Linked DNA regions of Mus musculus: regions 1, 2, 3, 5 and 6 are each linked to region 4. Evidence: chromatin contacts called from public HiChIP or PLAC-seq, Micro-C and promoter capture Hi-C data. All regions are on one chromosome and are shown on one strand. The core of a region is the stretch at or near the end of the contact, and the rest is flanking DNA. Distances in the headings are between cores, read along the strand shown.

What was found. Promoter capture Hi-C pulls out the DNA fragments that hold promoters and counts their contacts. Hi-C and Micro-C count contacts between places; a contact is called where the count stands out from the background. HiChIP or PLAC-seq counts read pairs in DNA pulled down with a chosen protein or histone mark.
Region 1: a contact with region 4 is called in an H3K4me3 HiChIP or PLAC-seq map of bone marrow-derived macrophages, with 3 times the contacts expected there. The contact joins the promoter of Guk1 here to the promoter of Mprip in region 4.
Region 2: a contact with region 4 is called in an HNF4G HiChIP or PLAC-seq map of pancreatic cancer cells. The contact joins the promoter of 2310033P09Rik here to the promoter of Mprip in region 4. A contact is called at or near these places in 4 of 115 datasets of contacts at active chromatin or transcription factors (bone marrow-derived macrophages, effector CD8 T cells, memory CD8 T cells and 1 more).
Region 3: a FOXA1 HiChIP or PLAC-seq map of pancreatic cancer cells shows a contact between it and region 4. The contact joins the promoter of 4930412M03Rik here to the promoter of Mprip in region 4. A contact is called at or near these places in 3 of 39 promoter capture datasets (the C10 cell line, liver and neural stem cells), 1 of 484 Hi-C or Micro-C datasets (CD4 T cells) and 1 of 115 datasets of contacts at active chromatin or transcription factors (pancreatic cancer cells).
Region 5: a contact with region 4 is called in a Micro-C map of embryonic stem cells, with 2.8 times the contacts expected there. The contact joins the promoter of Wnt9a here to the promoter of Mprip in region 4. A contact is called at or near these places in 3 of 39 promoter capture datasets (embryonic stem cells, hippocampal neurons and pre-B cells), 2 of 484 Hi-C or Micro-C datasets (both in embryonic stem cells) and 1 of 115 datasets of contacts at active chromatin or transcription factors (extraembryonic endoderm stem cells).
Region 6: a contact with region 4 is called in a promoter capture Hi-C map of pre-B cells, with 2.2 times the contacts expected there. The contact joins the enhancer-like site here to the promoter of Mprip in region 4. A contact is called at or near these places in 5 of 39 promoter capture datasets (the C10 cell line, liver, pre-B cells and 2 more) and 2 of 115 datasets of contacts at active chromatin or transcription factors (the NIH/3T3 cell line and pancreatic cancer cells).

What each region holds. Positions count from the first base shown.
Region 1 is chr11:59,190,454-59,193,286 of GRCm38.p6, reverse strand. It overlaps Guk1 (guanylate kinase 1), which reads left to right and starts at 1,335. Exons shown (of 8, transcript NM_008193.3): 1 at 1,335-1,536. The coding sequence starts at 1,476.
Region 2 is chr11:59,207,061-59,209,760 of GRCm38.p6, reverse strand. 2310033P09Rik (RIKEN cDNA 2310033P09 gene) reads right to left here and starts at 1,400. Exons shown (of 7, transcript NM_024210.2): 1 at 1,088-1,400; 2 at 896-941; 3 at 710-792; 4 at 561-633; 5 at 368-453. The coding sequence starts at 1,332.
Region 3 is chr11:60,113,926-60,116,625 of GRCm38.p6, reverse strand. It overlaps 4930412M03Rik (RIKEN cDNA 4930412M03 gene), which reads left to right and starts at 1,394. Exons shown (of 1, transcript NR_164317.1): 1 at 1,394-2,700. The region is part of intron 1 of Rai1 (retinoic acid induced 1); the gene reads right to left.
Region 4 is chr11:59,661,114-59,663,813 of GRCm38.p6, reverse strand. Mprip (myosin phosphatase Rho interacting protein) reads right to left here and starts at 1,307. Exons shown (of 24, transcript NM_001368931.1): 1 at 866-1,307. The coding sequence starts at 988.
Region 5 is chr11:59,305,530-59,308,229 of GRCm38.p6, reverse strand. Wnt9a (wingless-type MMTV integration site family, member 9A) reads right to left here and starts at 1,300. Exons shown (of 4, transcript NM_139298.2): 1 at 1,163-1,300. The coding sequence starts at 1,257.
Region 6 is chr11:60,089,810-60,092,603 of GRCm38.p6, reverse strand. No RefSeq gene overlaps it. Among named protein-coding and RNA genes, the nearest start is that of Rai1, 14 kb to the left of the region's middle. Within about 2 kb of position 1,338, at least 65 of the 459 cell types and tissues checked have an H3K27ac peak or open chromatin away from gene starts, as enhancers often do. A contact at or near this core is called in pre-B cells, where this site is marked.

The sequences.
Region 1 (2,833 bases), core at 86-2,585, 470 kb after region 4:
TCTCATGTGCACTTCCTTCACTGCCCCTCTAGATCACCTCGAAGCTCAGGACTTCTCTCCAAAAAAAGCTTTTGGAAAGAACTGATACTTAACTCAACTGTGCTGCCCACTTTACTGCAATTCTTTAATAAGTTTGTTTTATTTAAGACAGGGTCTCCCTATGTAACCTTGATTGGCCTAGAGCTAACTATGTAAATGGAACCTGTCCTGAATGTTCTAAAGGTCGGCCTACCTCTACTTCCAAGTGCTGACATTAAAGGTGTGTGCCACCACATTGGGCTTATTTTTCTTTTATCTCCTGAATTAAAGACAACTTCAGCATTCTCTGAGATCTTTGCCTTCCCGTTTCTTTCTTTCTTTTTTCTTTTTTGTTTAAGATTTATTTGTTTGTTTGTTTATTTATTTATTTATTTATTTATTTATTTATTTATTTATTTATTTATTTATTTATTGTAAGTACACTGTAGCTGTCCTCAGACACTCCAGAAGAGGGAGTCAGATCTCGATACGGATGGTTGTGAGCCACCATGTGGTTGCTGGGATTTGAACTCCTGACCTTCGGAAGAGCAGTCCGGTGCTCTTACCCACTGAACCATCTCACCAGCCCCTGCCTTCCAGTTTCTTGAAGTAACTTATTTAAAAAATACTTTGGGGAGCCACAATAGTACATACTTTTGTTTGAGATGGGGTTTTTCTGTGTACCCTGGCTGTCCTGGAACTTGCACTGTAGACAAGGCTGGCCTTGAACTCAAAGATCCATCTGCCTCTGCTTCCCTTGGTATACATCTTTTTATTACCGGCATTTGGGAGGTAGAGGTAGATGGCTCTCTGGGAGTTTCCAGACAGTCAAGACTACATAGTAAGACCCTATCTAAAAAACTAAAAGACTTAAAATTAGGTGTATGTGTCTATGTGTTTGGGTAAGAGTACATGAGTGCAGGTGATGCGCCTGCCCAACCTGAGTGCTGGGAACTGAATCTGGGTCCTCTGGAAGAATAAATAGCACGTGCTAGCCGCCTCTTGAAATGATTTAACAGTTAACCGGCTAACCCGAAAATGTAACTAAACGGATTCGAAGCTGACTTCTGATGTGTTCCTCTCAGGGTCTTTGTAAATTGGTAGGGTTTGAGCCTAGGGAAAGAAAGGAGGGTACGGAAAAGGGCGGAGTTTGGAGAAGAAACAACGAAGAGAAGTGGGCGTGGTCGTCGGGGAGAACCGCGCAGTGCGCCTGTGCATCATCGCGGCCCCCCCCCCCCCCGTTGGGCTGAGGTGTGGCTGTCGCTTGGGGGCCGTGACAAGGCGGGATTTAATGTGGTGTAGGTGGGGCCGGCGAGGGAGACGTAATGTCAGCGGGCAAAGGTGGGACGTGGCCGGCGCTGGTGCTTTGCGTACTCGGTGTGCGTAGCCATGCCGCCCTCCGGTGTGTTCCGGTGGGCCGGCGCGCCGCTGTGACGTAGTCCTGCGGGCGGTCCCTGATGCTGCGGCGCCCGCTGGTCGGGCTGGCGGTGGCCGCCCTGGGTCGGGTCCCCGCGGACGGTGAGTGCGCTGGTGGCTGGTTGTCTTCGGAGTGGGACTTGTGGCAGCATATTTCCCTTGCGTGCCGTCTCCATCTTGTGGGGATGCCGGGTGAACGTGTTTCTCGGGACCCCAGAACGACAGGGATGGGCACGCGGAGTCCCAGCCACCAGCAGATCGGTGCAGCATGAGCCTAGTCTGCGCTCTTCCTCTGTTCCCTACCCAGCCGGCGTCCTGGGTAGGCTCAAGCACATGGCTTTACTCCTGAGCCATTGCGGGCGTTGGACTTCAGTGCCTGCAGATGGTGCAGGCCCTGCAGACTATTAGGATTTGGCTTGTCCCGATTTGTTTTGTTTTAGAAAAAAATATTAATCTGCCTTTGGGCTTATTATTCTCAGGCATCGTTTTATCCAACGTGGAAGTGGGCGGGGTTCGTTCTGGTGGTGCCTGGAGGTGGAGCAGGTGACATTAGCTCCGCGGTATCTGAGGAGAGAGGGAGAAAGCAAGTAAATGACTGGTCAGCCTTTGATAGGCTCCAAGGAGAGAAAGAAGAATGCAGTTTGTTTCTGTGGGTGCTCCTTCAGTTCACCTTGCAGGAGGTCATAGGCTAGTTATGAAAGCGACTACTAAAGTTGTTTCCCTTTCTCGTCTGTCTTGACAAACACAAAATATCCAGGAAACATGATGTAATTGGAAAAGAAAAGGCAGAAGGGGATGTGAGAGGAAAGAGCCCAGGCGACAAAGAAGGAAAGTTAGAGTAGGGTTGAGCTCTTGGGAGGCAGCCATATGAGCAAGGCTTCTTGTATCCCTGACTCTTCTGGTTGGGACTTAATCTTCCCTGTCCCATCCTGTCCTGTCCCCATCCTCCCTGATTGCATGTGATGGTGTCTGTCTTCCTTCCTTCCTTTCTTTCTTTCTTTCTTTCTTTCTTTCTTTCTTTCTTTCTTTCTTTCTTTCTTTCTTTCTTTCTTTCTTTCTTTCTTTCTTTCAAGATTTATTTATTATCTATAAGTACACTGTCTCTTTCTTCAGACACACCAGAAGAGGGCATCAGATCCCATTACAGATGGTTGTGAGCCACCATGTGGTTGTTGGGATTTGAACTCTGGACCTCTGGAAGAGCAGTCAGTGCTCTTAACCACTGAGCCATCTCTCCAGCCCCGGTCCCTATCTTTCTTGATTCTGCTTCTGCTGGTCCCTAGTCTTCCCTGCCCTGCCCTACCCATTCCCTGCCTACACGTCCTGGGCCTCAGTTTCCTTTGCTCTACCCTGTCCCCCATCCTCCTCCACCGTTCAGTCTTCCCTGACCCTGTAAAGC
Region 2 (2,700 bases), core at 151-2,650, 450 kb after region 4:
TCTCTCCTTGGAGACAAGTTCTCATTATGCAGCCTTGTCTAGCTTGGAACTCACTATTTTACCTAGGTACAAAGTTGAGATGACACAAAAGTAGAAGTAACCAGACACACGTACCAGCTTGTGAGAACTCTGAGAGATCAGCCTGCTGTCTACCAAATGCTGGGATTAAAGAAAGTTGTGTGCCGCCCACCCCACAAGCACCTCCCACCAAACTGGCCAGTATCATGGTCCTGAGCGTCACCCTGCTGGGTCACCTATGGCAGCTACTGAGACTCCAGCCCAGAGATGGAGGTCCGCCTACTTCAGTCAAACTAAGAGAGCTAAGGCAGTCTGCCCCTTTATGCACAGGGAGGCAGACTCAACTTACTCCGGTTCGACCTTGTCCTCAGCGCGAGGCTTCTTCCTGGGAGCAGTTGGGGCAGTGCTTGGGCCTTCGCTGTCCACACGGTGGTGCTGTATGACATGAGTAGCCGTGGTGAGGAACACCCAGGGAATCCTGCCCCACATCTCAGACACCTCTAAACCCCAGGATCCTGTGCATTGGGCTTGACAGGGTTTACCGTGAACACTGACAGCCCAAGTTTGGCAGCCTCTTTGTCTTCTCGGGATAGCGCCACACGGCCCGCGGAGCCACTGCAGGGGACAGAGCATTTGAGGACAGTTCTCAATCACCGCCCAGGCCTACCCTGGACTCCCCAACTAGCCTAACCTGGCGCTGCCCAAGCCCAGGAGCCGGTCCACGCCCTTCTCCTCGGGGTCTCCTCCTTCCCGTTTGCAGATCTCCACGAAGTCCTGCGAAAGCAGGGTAAGATAGGAGGTTCTAGGCCGAGACAGACGGACCCCCCCACCCCCCCCCAACCACCCCGCGGACCTCGAACCCATATCTCAGACTCACCTCCTTGCTCAGGCCGGTGGGCTGTTTCCTCACGTTCTTGTAACCACTGCGAGCAAAGGTCAGGAATGCTCATCAAGGGTCTGGCCCCTCGGTCCCCTTCTTTCCTGTGCCCCGCCCACATCCAGCCCCGCCCCAGGGCCACCCAGATCCCGCCCTCGGGGCTTGCGGTCGCCCCGCAGACCAGGCACTTACAGTGCGGCCAGCAGCGCCTCACGCTCCGCCTCGCGCACGGCTGCCAGCTCTTCCTCACGGCTCGGGCCGGTACACGGCGCGCGGTCCTTCGCGTACCAGGTGAGGTCGCGGCCCTTCTGCCAGCGGCCTACTGGCGCCATCAGCGAGTTGCCCAAGTAGTTCTCCCTCTGCTTGTCAGTCTTCACGTCCTCCCAATTGAACTGGTCTTGTCCGCCACGCACGCCACCGCGATTGGAGCCGAACATGGCGCTGGAGCCACTGCACAGCCTTCAGTACCCGCGGTCTCTAGTCGGACTTCCCGCAGCACTCCGGACGCACGCCGTGACGTCACTCTCGCGCCCCCGCGCGCGCCTGCGCTCTCGCTAACGTGCCCGTGCGCCTGCGCACTGCGTATCCGAGGGCCTTATCAATCAAGATCCTCTTTCTAAAGGGCGTTCAGGGCTTCTCTGGCGCATCCTTCATCCTAGTGCCACGTGCGCCTGCGCAATAGCTCCTCAAAAAGGCGGCTGTGCTATCCCACCTGATAACTCTCGTGTGAAGGAATCTCGGTGGAAGGGGACACTACAAAACCTTAGTGACACCAGGAGGGGCCGGCCCCTTGCTTTCTGGAAAGCCAAGAATGCTAACTCCAAAGGTCCCGGGTCACTGTTGAAACTAAGTTAAATAATGGCAAACCTTCACGGAACAGAGGGACAGATAAAGTCACCAAAGAAACATGGATTCACTCTTCCATGCTCTGGGTGACAGAATATGCGTATGTGACATGAAAGCCAAAGCATCCCTAAACCAGAGCGATCTGTGTTCTCTGCAGGTGAAGCTTTACTGGGCAATTTACTGAGGCTGCGCCTCAAAATGAACAGAAACTGAGCTACATCTTAATGACAGATCACTTGCTTAACATGATGGTCTTGGGTTTCATCCCTAGTCTGAAAAAATACCCATCCTGGAACTCTCTAGCATCCCAAATAGACCAAGACAGCCTCATTTTTATGTCTTCATCCTGAACACGTTGAGTACCTGCCACAGCTTGTGAGGCTCTTGGTATGAGCCCTGAGGTCATGGCCTGGCTTTAGAGGACACAGTTGGGACAGATTCCTCAGAACAAGATCATACTCGGGATGAATGGATGGTCCCAAGGGGAGCTGCACAATAAAGTGGAAACGTATCCTTTATTTGCCTGATGTAATTGTCATTTCTGAAGCTTACCGCCTCTGTCTGCTAACCCAGGCCTTGTCCTGGAAGCTTCTAGCCTCCATACAATCTTATCTTGGCCTAGAATGTTTTCAACCTCTGAGACCTATTGCTGAATAAGCTCACCCTTTAATGCTCTTCTGAACTCTATCTAGCTGGGTGGTCAACTCAGCTATTCTGGCTCAGACTCCTCCACACTGAATGATTCAAATTGGCTTCTTCCAGCTTCCCCCGAATTGCTCTGCTTGGCCTCATACGACCTTTGGTATTATGTTCTAATCTCTGGCTCATTTTCTGGCTCGTTCTGTCTTCACCTGGCTAGTTTGTTCTTTCTCTGCAACCTGTCTCTGTACAATGGTCCCAGTAAACTGCCCTCTCCTATTCTTTCCCCTAAGTCACTTCTTTCCTCTCTGTTCTCATGA
Region 3 (2,700 bases), core at 145-2,644, 450 kb before region 4:
TTTTTCAAAAGTTCTATAATAAGCCTGTTCTCCTTTTATAGCAAGAAAAAAAAGCTATTAAAGTCATCAAATACTTTACAAGTCCAAACATACAGCATGACTCTTTCATTCTTTGCATTTGTTGTGCTCATCCCATATTGTTTTTCAGGAATTTAGGACACACACACATACAGTGTGAATGAGTGAGTGTGTGTGTAGAGGAAAACTTGCCAGAGTCAGTTTTCTTCAAAGTCAGGTCACGAGGCTTTGTAGCAGGCCCTTTACCTGCTAAGCCATCTCACTGGTCCTATATCGTTTTTTGAGATGAGGGTTTTGGTATGTTGCACAAGCTAATCCTAAACTCCTGCTGCACTCAACCTCAAAAGGAGCTGAGATGTCAGGCATGGGTGGGTCTGGTTCTACTTTTGAACTTCTCTACAGTCAGCATATTCAGATTATCAGACTAGAAAATACTTAGAATTGGGAAGTTTTGTTTTGTTTTGAAACACAAGAACTCCTCATTATACAACCCAGGCTGGTCTCAATCTTGCTAGCCTATCAACCTCAGCTTCCTGAAGCGCTAGAGATACAAGTGTGCACCACTACTCTTGGCCTACATATCAAGATACATCCTTCTGCTTCCATAAAAACCTACTCTCGTCCTCCTGTGTGTGCCCTGGGTGAGGCTGAAGAAAGGCAGAGTCCAGCAGCTTAAGAGGCAATCTTCTTGCCAAGACCCTAAGACCAGTATTAAATTTAGCTGCCTGCTCCATACAAGCAGAAGGGGGCAGAAGCCAACTGAATTGGAGCCTCTTACTGGACTAGAGGAAAGAAAGCAGATCAGGAGGGTGAAGTTAGGGATTCAAGGCATGAAAAGCATGCGGAGAGAGGGCAGCATTACATGGGTCAAACTTGGCAACAAAGTTTAGTTACAGGTTTCCCAGGGCAGGCGATGGAGCCCGGGCTCAGAAAGTAAGAATGTACCTCCTGGCCAGGCAACCAAACGTCTGCCAGCTACAAGAGGCCAAGTGCTGGGCTCTGTCGAGGACAAGCGAGTACCTCTGGGCACAACTCTGCCAGTGTAAGAGAGTGTCGGGGCGCTCCCCGCGCCTCGTCCGTGAAGGACCGCGCAAAGAAGCACCAAGGCTGTGGCACCCGGGGGAGGGGAGAGCTAGACAGCAGAGAGCCCTGAGAGTACCTTCCCAGGTCTGGAAGCCACGCCTCCGGCTTTGCAATCCCGGAAAGGGGCCCGGCTCTACCAGGGGCGGGGCCTTGGCTGCCGGTCCCAGCAGCGCGGAGCATGACGGGCCAGGAGCTGCCATGGCGACTCAGTGCCCGCCCCGCCCCGCCCCGCCCCGCCCCTTGCACCTCCCGTGTGGAACGCTGCTTAGGGGGGCGCCGCGGGCTGGCGGGCAGGAAGCGCGGGCGTCTGCCCTCCCGCCGCCCGTTTCGAGGTCGTGGAGAGGAGAGGAAATGGCCCCGGAGCAACCACGCAGCTGCCTGATCGTCTGGCCCGACCGCGCCTCAGTAGATTTGGGTCCTGGTCTGAGCAGCCGGGCTGGTGCGGGTGTCCTCACTAGGATAATGAATACAGCTCCACTACCTATACTACCCAAGACGACCCCTCACACGCTCTGCGAGGAAACCGGTCTTCGGACCTGTGCCCCCAACCTGGTGGCCTGCACCAGTGATAGGGCAATTTGACTCCTAGTCGTGGGGGCTTGTGATACTATCTCTACCTACAGACACCCACTGCCTGTCACTGCACAGTAAACCTTCCTGCTCCACAGGGCTGCCTCCCCACTGGAATTCCCACCGTGTTCCTGGTTCTGGAAAGTCTGTTTTCCCGGGTGGCCATGATACCCTCCCTACTACTCCACTTCTTCCTTGCAGTCACAAGCAGCAGAGTGGAATGGGAGCTCGACACTGACTAGGCCTTTAACAGTCCTAAGGTATGTTAGTCCTAAGGTATGTTAGTCCCAGGGAGTCCGTTAGATCTGTACAGAAGTCAAGTGGCAGGGCCCAAGCGTTGCCTGTCTACAAGGAATGGGCCTCGTCATCCAGCTCTGGCTACCCACAACCCAACTACAGCTCGACCTCCCATACCTCCTCCCTCTCTCGCCTACCACAGGCCTGGCTTCCCTTCTGAGCCGCCAATCTGAAGCCACACAAAGGCCTGTTTGTTTGCTTTCACTCCGACTCCCCCCCCTGGATCCTATGTCTTTTCTCTGCTACCTGCCGGCAGGGCTTCCTCTCCCAGCCGCCAGCGGGCTGAAGAGGAGGGGCCGAAGGGAAAGAGGGGCAGCCATTGCAGAAAGCCCTGCCTCATGATCACCCCGTGGTTCCTCGAATCCACCTCCCTAGTACCAGGAGCTCTCAGTTTGATGGCTTGACAAATGACGATGACACTGGTGTCCCTTCAAGGTGTCTCCGAATAAAGGGAGCTAGCTGGGTGGGCAATACCTGGGTAGAGAAAGAGGAGCAGATAGACTCAGCTAGTCTCCCCCTATCCATGTGAACAAGATTTGTTTGTAAGAAAGGCTGCCTTGGCTTTCTAAGCAACCTGGAGTCTGCCAGGAGATATGGAGATGAAGGGGGCCAGGAGGCCTCGATGGAGCAGGCAGAAGGATGTTGTTTCCCAGCTCCCCCTCGGTTGGTGGGTGCCCTCAGTGTCCACTTTGGCTAGGCACCCCAGAGAACATCTTGTGTCTCAGAAGCCCT
Region 4 (2,700 bases), core at 58-2,557:
AGTTCCCAAGGGCCAGTTGCCCAAATTGGAGACCTTGTACCAACACAAATTCCCAATCTCCTACACTGCTCCGGGGTTGGAGGTCTTTGGCAATCTAGGACAATGTTTTCCATGACTGTGACTTGGAGGTCTGGAACTCTGTTTTCCATGACTGTGACTTTGACACGGGTTAGGAAGAGCGTCTAACCTGGTCCAAAATCCTGACTAACAAATTAAGGGCAGACAGAGGGGGAAACCAACTTTCCCCAGAATGTACAGGTCTTCTTGGTCTCCTGGGCCAGAAAGCAAAACCAAGAAGGGAAGCCCCTACCCCTCGACAAAAGCTATTCCTACCTTCAGTTCAAGAGCAAGACCCACCCATCTGAAGAGAAACACCTCATCTCTCTTCAGACCCTGACGGTGACAGTGACTTAGAAGGAGAGCAGGCTCTATTCCACAAGATGGAAACTGGTGACCCACGCAAACATGCCAATTCCTGGGACAGTTTGGTGGCCAAGTCTGCGTCCAGTCCCAAGACAAGTCGCGAGGGGGGCGAGGGGGGGGGTAGTACTGACAAGTGGCAAGCAAGCCCCACTTTGTTCCTATCCAGGGAAACCAGACATTTTTTTGAGTCACCCAACAAGCATGAATCACACGGCAGAGCTATGGGAACGGGAAAGGATGTTATTTTTCGGCATTCTTGAGGATTTTCCCTTTGTCCCAGCTCTATCGATACTCTTCCCGCCCCCATTCCAACCCCATCCCCCAACTCTCACGCATTTTTTTTCCCTGCTCCATTTTTATTCTCTCTTGGCCTTCGCAGGCTCTGCGCTCCCCGGCACGACTCGCAGGCAGGACTCTCAGCTCCGCACCCGCGGCAGCTCACCTGCGTCAGGTCCTCGTCGTTGAGCAGATGCGACTCGCGGGGCTTGAAGCAGTTCTGACACTTGCTCTTGTTGAAGATGTTGGCCTGAAATTTCCTGCACGGGTTTTCCTTGGCCGCCGACATGTCGGCTAGGCGGCCGCGGAGCGGGCCGCCACGGCCCAGCGCTCTCCCGGGGGTCGGGGACTCAGCGCGGCCGCCGCCGCATTTTGCGCTGGCCGCCGCAGGCCCGGAAAGGCCTCCCCTCTCGCGCCGCGCCCCGCCTGCTCGCCGCGGCCTCAGAGCGCGCGCGCCGCCTCGCGCCCCGCCCCGCCGCCCGGCCGCTGTGGGCCCATGGACGGACGCGGCCTCCGGCCGCTGGCTCCACCGCGGCCGCCCCCAAGGCGCCGGCCGGCAAGTCCAGCCGTCGCGCTCACCCGGCGCCCGCCGCCACCGCGAACGAACCGAGCTGGGCGCCGCGCGCACTCGGGGAGGGGCGGGGTGGGGCGGGGCACCGCAACCGGCAGCCCCGCGAGCCAATGGCACCCGCACGCTCCTGCTAACAAAGAAACCCGTCGACCAATGGATGACGGGGGCGGGACCGGGAGCAGCGGGCGCAAGGTAACTTGTCCAGGCTGGGAAGGTGGAGGCGCTGGGATGGAACTTTCAGGTTTGGTGGACTGGCGCCGCCGCCCGCGGCCTGACAGCTGCGGCGTTGGGCTGGGCTGCTCCCGGAAGGACGCCGGAGATCTCCGCGGTCTCCCTGCGGGCCCCTGTCTTTCTCGTAGTCTCTTCGCTGCGGCCTTCTGCCTCGTCTAGCCTGCGCCCCTACTGTGTGCTAGGTCTGTGGTCGACCCAGATGCCACCATAAAGACTAGAAATTGTTTCAAGTGCTTCCCGTGTTTTAGATCATTAAAGTTCCATAACCTTCCCGTGACCATTCCGGTTTTACGTAAGGAAACTGAGGCGCGCGGAGCAGTTAAGTAATAAGACGTAGTGTTTCCGAGGTGACTAGAAGATGTCAGCAGCCGTGAGGAGTTGTCAATTCTATTATGGGAGCCCAATTCTGCTAGAGTTACGTACGCACTCTTACCTCCGTTTTGTGCTTGAGGAGACAAAAGCTCAGACACTGCGAATAGCTTGTGCAAGGTCACTCTGCAAGAAGGGCCTGAACTATATACTACAGGCCACTCTTGTCCAGACTCCCAGGCAAAAGGCCACTTGGAAAGGAAACGACAGAGGAGTCCAGAATGGGCGGAGGGGAGGGGGATGGAGGGGGACAACCCCTGCTCCTTAGGAGGCAAATTGTTCCCAGCAGCAGTGAAATGGATCTAAGCAGAGAGCATGCAGAACTGTTCCCAAGGTATGCAGGTGTAAGTGTGGGGAGGAGGAACAAGAAAGGAGTATGTGGTCCCAGAACTCTGAAAGTAGATCTAGGAGGGTGGAGAGTTTAAGGCCAGTCTGGACCGTAATGAGACCTTTATAAGGAGGCTAAGGAGGAGAGGAAAGGGAAAGAGTGAGGGAGGCAAGACAGAAAGGAGGAATCACTTTGACCTGAGATTCCAGGCTCAGCTGGCTGGCAGTTCCAGAAGTCAGCCTGTGTTTTTTAACAGGCTGAACTAACTCATTCTTCACAATGGAGGTGATATTGGAGCAGGTGGTGGCACTGAGAGCAGCTGCGCTCAGGTCACAAGGAGGCTTTAGGAGAGAAATGCCTTCAGAGTTGCGTACTTTTCCACTGGTCATCTGGTGACTACCCCGGGGAGGTGCATTTCCATTTTGAGAAAGAAATGCTCTCCTGCACAAGGAATCAGGAATGAAGGAGCCCAGATCAAAGTGTGCCTGCAGCCTGAGGGGAA
Region 5 (2,700 bases), core at 51-2,550, 360 kb after region 4:
GAGCCAGGGTGGGGAGACCCTGGGAACCGAGACATGGAACTGACCCTGGAAGACAACCCAGAAGAAATGGACAGACGGAGGAGAAAGGAGGAGAAAGAAAAACACAAAGGGAAAATTTCCCATGAAAATATTTTATTTTCTTTGAGAACAGGATACACCTGCAGGGTTCCTCAGCCCAGCCGCCTCTCCCTGCCCTGGCGGGTGCCAGATTCCTAGACCAACGGGGCCCTCTGCCGGCCACACCGCTGCGAGCGGCCACTGAAGCCAGGGGCGAGGGAACAGGTGACCGGCGAAGGGCGGCGGCCCAAGACGCAGTCCAGATCACCCAGGACCAGGGTTGCGACCCGAGGGGCTAACCCAGGTCTCCCAGAGGGGGAAAGAAGGGTGATAAGCAGGGAGGGCAGAGAAAGCTGGGGCGCTGCCATGCGTGGTGCCACCCAGGACCTTGGAGAACTCAAAGTGCAGTGGGTGTCCCTCTAAAGATCGCTGGGTTCAGGCATCCCAAACCTGGGAAAGCGAGTAGAGAGGGAGGGACGAAAGGAACCAAAGGTGAAGAGACGCGCCCAAGAACGCGGCAAAACTGCTAACGCATAGACAGGCGAGTGCGGGCGGCGACCCCGCGGGACAGCGGCGGCGTTTACCCCCCGGGGTCAGGTCTCCCAGACGTGTTCCCGAGGGCCGAGGTCGGGGCCAGGCTCGGGCGAGCGCCAGAAAAAAGCGCAAGAAAAATAAATTTCTCCAGCTTGGAGGGTTTTTTTTCTCCCCTTTGGGGCTCAGTGCAAGGAACATCTGGATTTTGTACGTGTTTTTTTGTTGTTGTTAAATTAACTTTTCCAGGAGAGAAGGGGGGTAGTGGGCAGGGGCCAGGGAGGCTCCAGCCTTTTGGCAGGAACACCGCGGCCTAAGGCGGCGGCGGCGACTCGGGAGTCACCGTGGACCGCGGCCCCGCGCAAGCCCGTCGGGGACACCGGCCCCTCTACCTCTAGGGCGCACGGCGGGCAACGACCTGCGGACCGAGAGGCGCGCTCGCTGCCAACTAACGACTCCAAGCCACCCGTGTACCCCGCCGAGCACCTGGCGAGTGCTACCCCGGGCTCGATGCCCCCGTCCGGCCCCGCCGCCCTCGCCCGCCCTCGCGCGGCCGCCCGCCGCGGGCACCTACCCGAAGTAGGCGGCCGAAGGGCGCAGCGCGGCGAGCAGCAGCGTCAGCCCGAAGGCCGCGGCCAGCCAGCGCGCCAGAAGGGACCCATCCAGCATCTTGCCGCGCCGCGGCGGCAGACCATCGCGCTCCGGGCTCCGCGCAGGGCGCGCCGCGACCGCCGCCCTCTTATAGCGTCCGCAGCCGCGGCCGCGGGGCGGGGCGCCGGCCAGCTGGGCTCGGCCCGCCCGCGCCCCGGAGGAGGGGTCACGCCGGCGCCGGGGGCGGGCCGAAATCCGAGCTGCGCGCCCGCCGCCGCCGCCGCGGCCGCCGAGCTGCTCGGCTCGCGGGGCGGGCCTGGGGCGCGCTGTGGGGAGGGCTGGGCACGTGGCGCGGTGGGAACCCCGGTCGAGTAACGGAGCCAGAAGGAGCGATGGGGCGGGACTGAGAGACAGAGCAGGGTTAGACCCCGGGGCTAGGTGTCTGCAGCCAGGACACAAGTGCGAGCTCCGGGGTGTCTCCTGACAGTTAGGGACCGGGTGTTGGCCGCCGGGAAAGACATCCAAGAGCCGAGAAACTTGGACGACTGTGCTTGAGGGGATAGTGACTGGGTGGCTTGGGAGCGACGTTAGCCACTGGATTACAGAGCGGGAGCGTGGGGGGACGCGAATCCACTCGCGGGCCAATGTTGCCAAGAGGGAGCCACTGCTGAAAGTTGGGGTGCTGTAGCTGGAGGAATGGAAAGGCGACCTCTCCAAGGGAGACCAAAAAGGCATTTCTGCAGAGCCGGTGCTGTGGCCGACTTGGACCTGAGGATGGGACAATATGGTCCTCAGGGACTTCTGGACTACTAGCTGCAGATATCACTGACACTCAGGGACCTCATACCCCAAACAGGGTGGAAGATGAAGGGGACCGCTGGCCAGGATGGTGACTGGTCTGTGTGAAAGCCCAGAGCTGTGACTCATCTTCGTGGACTGAATTGTCTATAAGTCAAACCTTAACTAACACGCAGAGAAACACAATTGCCCAGGGCACCCAATAGACTGCTTAAGAGTCCCCTGACATTGGGGGAGGGGCGGCTTATTCAGGGACCATTCAAAGTGCTGGAGAATAGGACCGAGTGATTGGATCCTGACACATGCCCACCGCGTGTCAACCTTCCGTGCTGGAGACGCACTTTCTGTGCAAGACAGTGACACACACACACACACACACACCAGAGCCAAGCTAACAAAACCCAGGGACCTCCAACACTAGCGTGCCTCCCTGACCTGGGCTTACAGGGGCAAGCTCCACACCCTGGAAGGCAAACCTCCTTACCAGCCACCGCCTTCTCAACTTAGAGGGGCTGATTCTGGATGGGAGACCTCCAAGTCTGAGGGTTTTGAGCTCCTCTGGGAGGCTGAGTTGTCTAGCCGTGCACAGCAACTGCTCAGCCACCTGTCACGGCTCCAAAGGAAAGCAGAGGAGGAAATGAGTGAAAAAAAAAAAATCACATCAGCCTCCGCACTGGTCAGAGCCAAGCAGGTTACTCCTGTGGGTGTGGACCACCCAAGTGA
Region 6 (2,794 bases), core at 89-2,588, 430 kb before region 4:
TGTGCTATCCCCCAGTTCACTCTCTCTGCCTCCTGCCTGTGGTACAAGGTGTGTGTCCTCAACGCCCTGCCCCCGCAGCTGTGCCACTTTGGGAATCATGAAATCTAAGCCCCCCTGAACTGTAAGCTCAAACCCTTTCTTCTATAGATGGTCTTTGTCATGGTGTCTCATCACATCGATAGAAGACTAACAAAGGGCAGAGGAGAGGAGACTCTTAGGACTCTGCACGGTCCCCTCTGGACCTTGTCTCAGTCCCTTATTTCTCTGAAACCTCATACATCTGGGAGCTCTTACAGGCCTGGGACCACAGACTCATGAATCTATGCTGTTGTGGTCATGGAGTCCCTGAGGTCTTTTGCTGTATATGCCTCCCTGGGTTATCCGATCACAGCTACAGAGAGTACAGGGAGACGGCTATGTAAGATCCAATGTAAGATCCAGAGTCCTCCCTTATGTTGTTCATAGCCACAGGCCTAAAAAACAAGAAGCAGCCATGCCTGAGCCCAGAGATGTCTCCTTCTGCATCAGGTCTTTGAAGACATGATTAAGGGTCTTGAGACAGGGATGAATCTTGAGGTTTGGAGGCTCCCGAATGTTATTCTAGGGACTTCATAAGAGACAGGCAGCAGGGTACAGAGACACAGACGTGTGGTGTCGGCACCCTGGGAACAGCAGCAGAATCATAGGCAGAATTGAGCTCAAGACCGTTTGGGCTTCAGAGGGAGACGGTGTCTCAGAAGGAGAGCAGAACGCTTACCTGGCAGGGGACACCATGAGCACAAAGACAATGTCCTCAGGGTGAGCCTTGTCCACCGTGTTGCCCTCGAGGTCACCCAGATGTGGGAAACGAGACTGCAGGGTTTGTAGTCATGGAGTATGTATGGATACACAGACAAACAAACAATAGAGGGGGATGAAGGGGAGAGAAGGGCAGAAGGAAGCTTGGCACACAGGAGGCCACGTGGCTGCCTGGGCAGGATTGGGAATGAGACAGCCATGGGCAAGGAACACTGGGTAGGAAGCAGAAACTGGGCGTGGCCAGCACAAGTTAACTCGGAGTCTCTGCCAGGAGCAAGGCCCTGCTGCTGCCACATTGGTTTCTGTCCCTCGACACCAACCTTGTGTTCCTGCTCTTCGTGACTGTGAGGGAACGAATCTCCTGCTATAAAACACCAAATGCAGAGTTTTCTCAGCAGCCAGGGAAAGTTAGAAACAAGAACACCTACACAAACTCCTTCATTTTAGAATTTCTTGCCTACTATCCTGGACTCCTCCCACAGCTGGGGCATGTGAGTAGGCAGGGTGAGTGTGGGCCATTAGTTCTTGCAGAGCAGTGGGGACTCAGACCGTGGGAGTCATCTGGAACGGCACAGGAAAGGGAAGTGGTAGGATCTGTGGCCCGGAGTATGCTGTGATCCGAGCTGCTGGGCCAGGCACTAAAGAGGTGACCTGTGTGTGGCTGCACATGGGCTCTGGGCACAGAAGTGGGGAACAGGAGTGGGGCTACCCGGTATATCCTTAACAGAAAGCTCAGACATACCAAGAACACCCTTATTCTCTTTAAATCAACCTATGCCCTGCTCTAAGGAACCTCCTGTCATCCCTATTTGTTAGTGGGAAACTGAATCTTGGCCCTTAAAAGTTCCATCCTTCACCTCAAGTAATACAGATATCCTGGGGGTTATCTGACCACACCCTCTTCTGACAAGGCTGGATTAGGCCTGGTGGCCACCTCTTCCTGGAAGGTGAAAAACTTCTAGAAGTCCTTTAGAGAGGAAATGCAAGTAGCTGGGCCTGCTCAAAACTGACTTGAGGATAGGAATGGGCAAAAAGTGAGCAAAACTGAAATTAAAATCAAGTGTTCATTTAGACCCTAGGGTTCCACCCTCTATATGGTACCATTAGCCACGTGTGGGGGCTATTTACATTTTGATTAATTAAAAATAATAAAATGTAGACGTTTGTCCACTCTAGCCACATCTTGGGGCCCATCAGATAAGTATAGCTACTGTTAGTGACATCACTCCATCACTCCAAGTTCTGAGGGGCTGCAGGGTCCCCCGACCCAGGGATCCCGTTGCTCAGGGGTGTCCTGCTACAATAGACAGATGAGAACAGGCATGTCTCTAGCTTTATAGATAGGCCACATAAGGGTCAGACCTAGAAGGCAAGCTCCCAAAGGCCCTTCCCTGCAGAGGGAATCCTTAGAGCCACAGCAGTTCCTGGATTCCAATGTGTCCGGGCAAGTGCTCACCTTGTGACTTCCTGCAAGTTGCCACCTGTGTCAACTTCTGTACCAACTAATTTTGGGAAATGTCCTGACGTGTCAGAGGTAGCCCTTCCCAAGAGCTCTGTTTCCCAGCTCTTGGGATGGAGCTGCTACAGGCTTTCCTGAGTCAGTACTTGTGACATGCTCAGGATTTACACAGTAAGGGACAGCATAGTCCCCATGTCTCAAAGGTGACGGTGTTCAGCACAGAGGAGCCACACCACACTGTTTCTAAGTGGCCACTGATTCTCAAGACTTCCCAGAGGTCCTAGCTGGAACTCCTTACATTTGGACTTCCCAATTATTCAATCTTGCTTTGTGTGGCCCTGAGCCAATGACTTGTGAGCCTGGGGATGTGAGGACTACACAGGGCAGGCAAGCTGGTCCAAACACAGACAACAGCCAGAAAAAAAGATGCATGGGGCCAGAGGCCTGGATCCAACTGTGCCTGAAGCTAGTAACTTCCTTCGCTTGTGTGTGTATGGGTACACATAGATACACACAGACAGAGACACAGACAGAGAC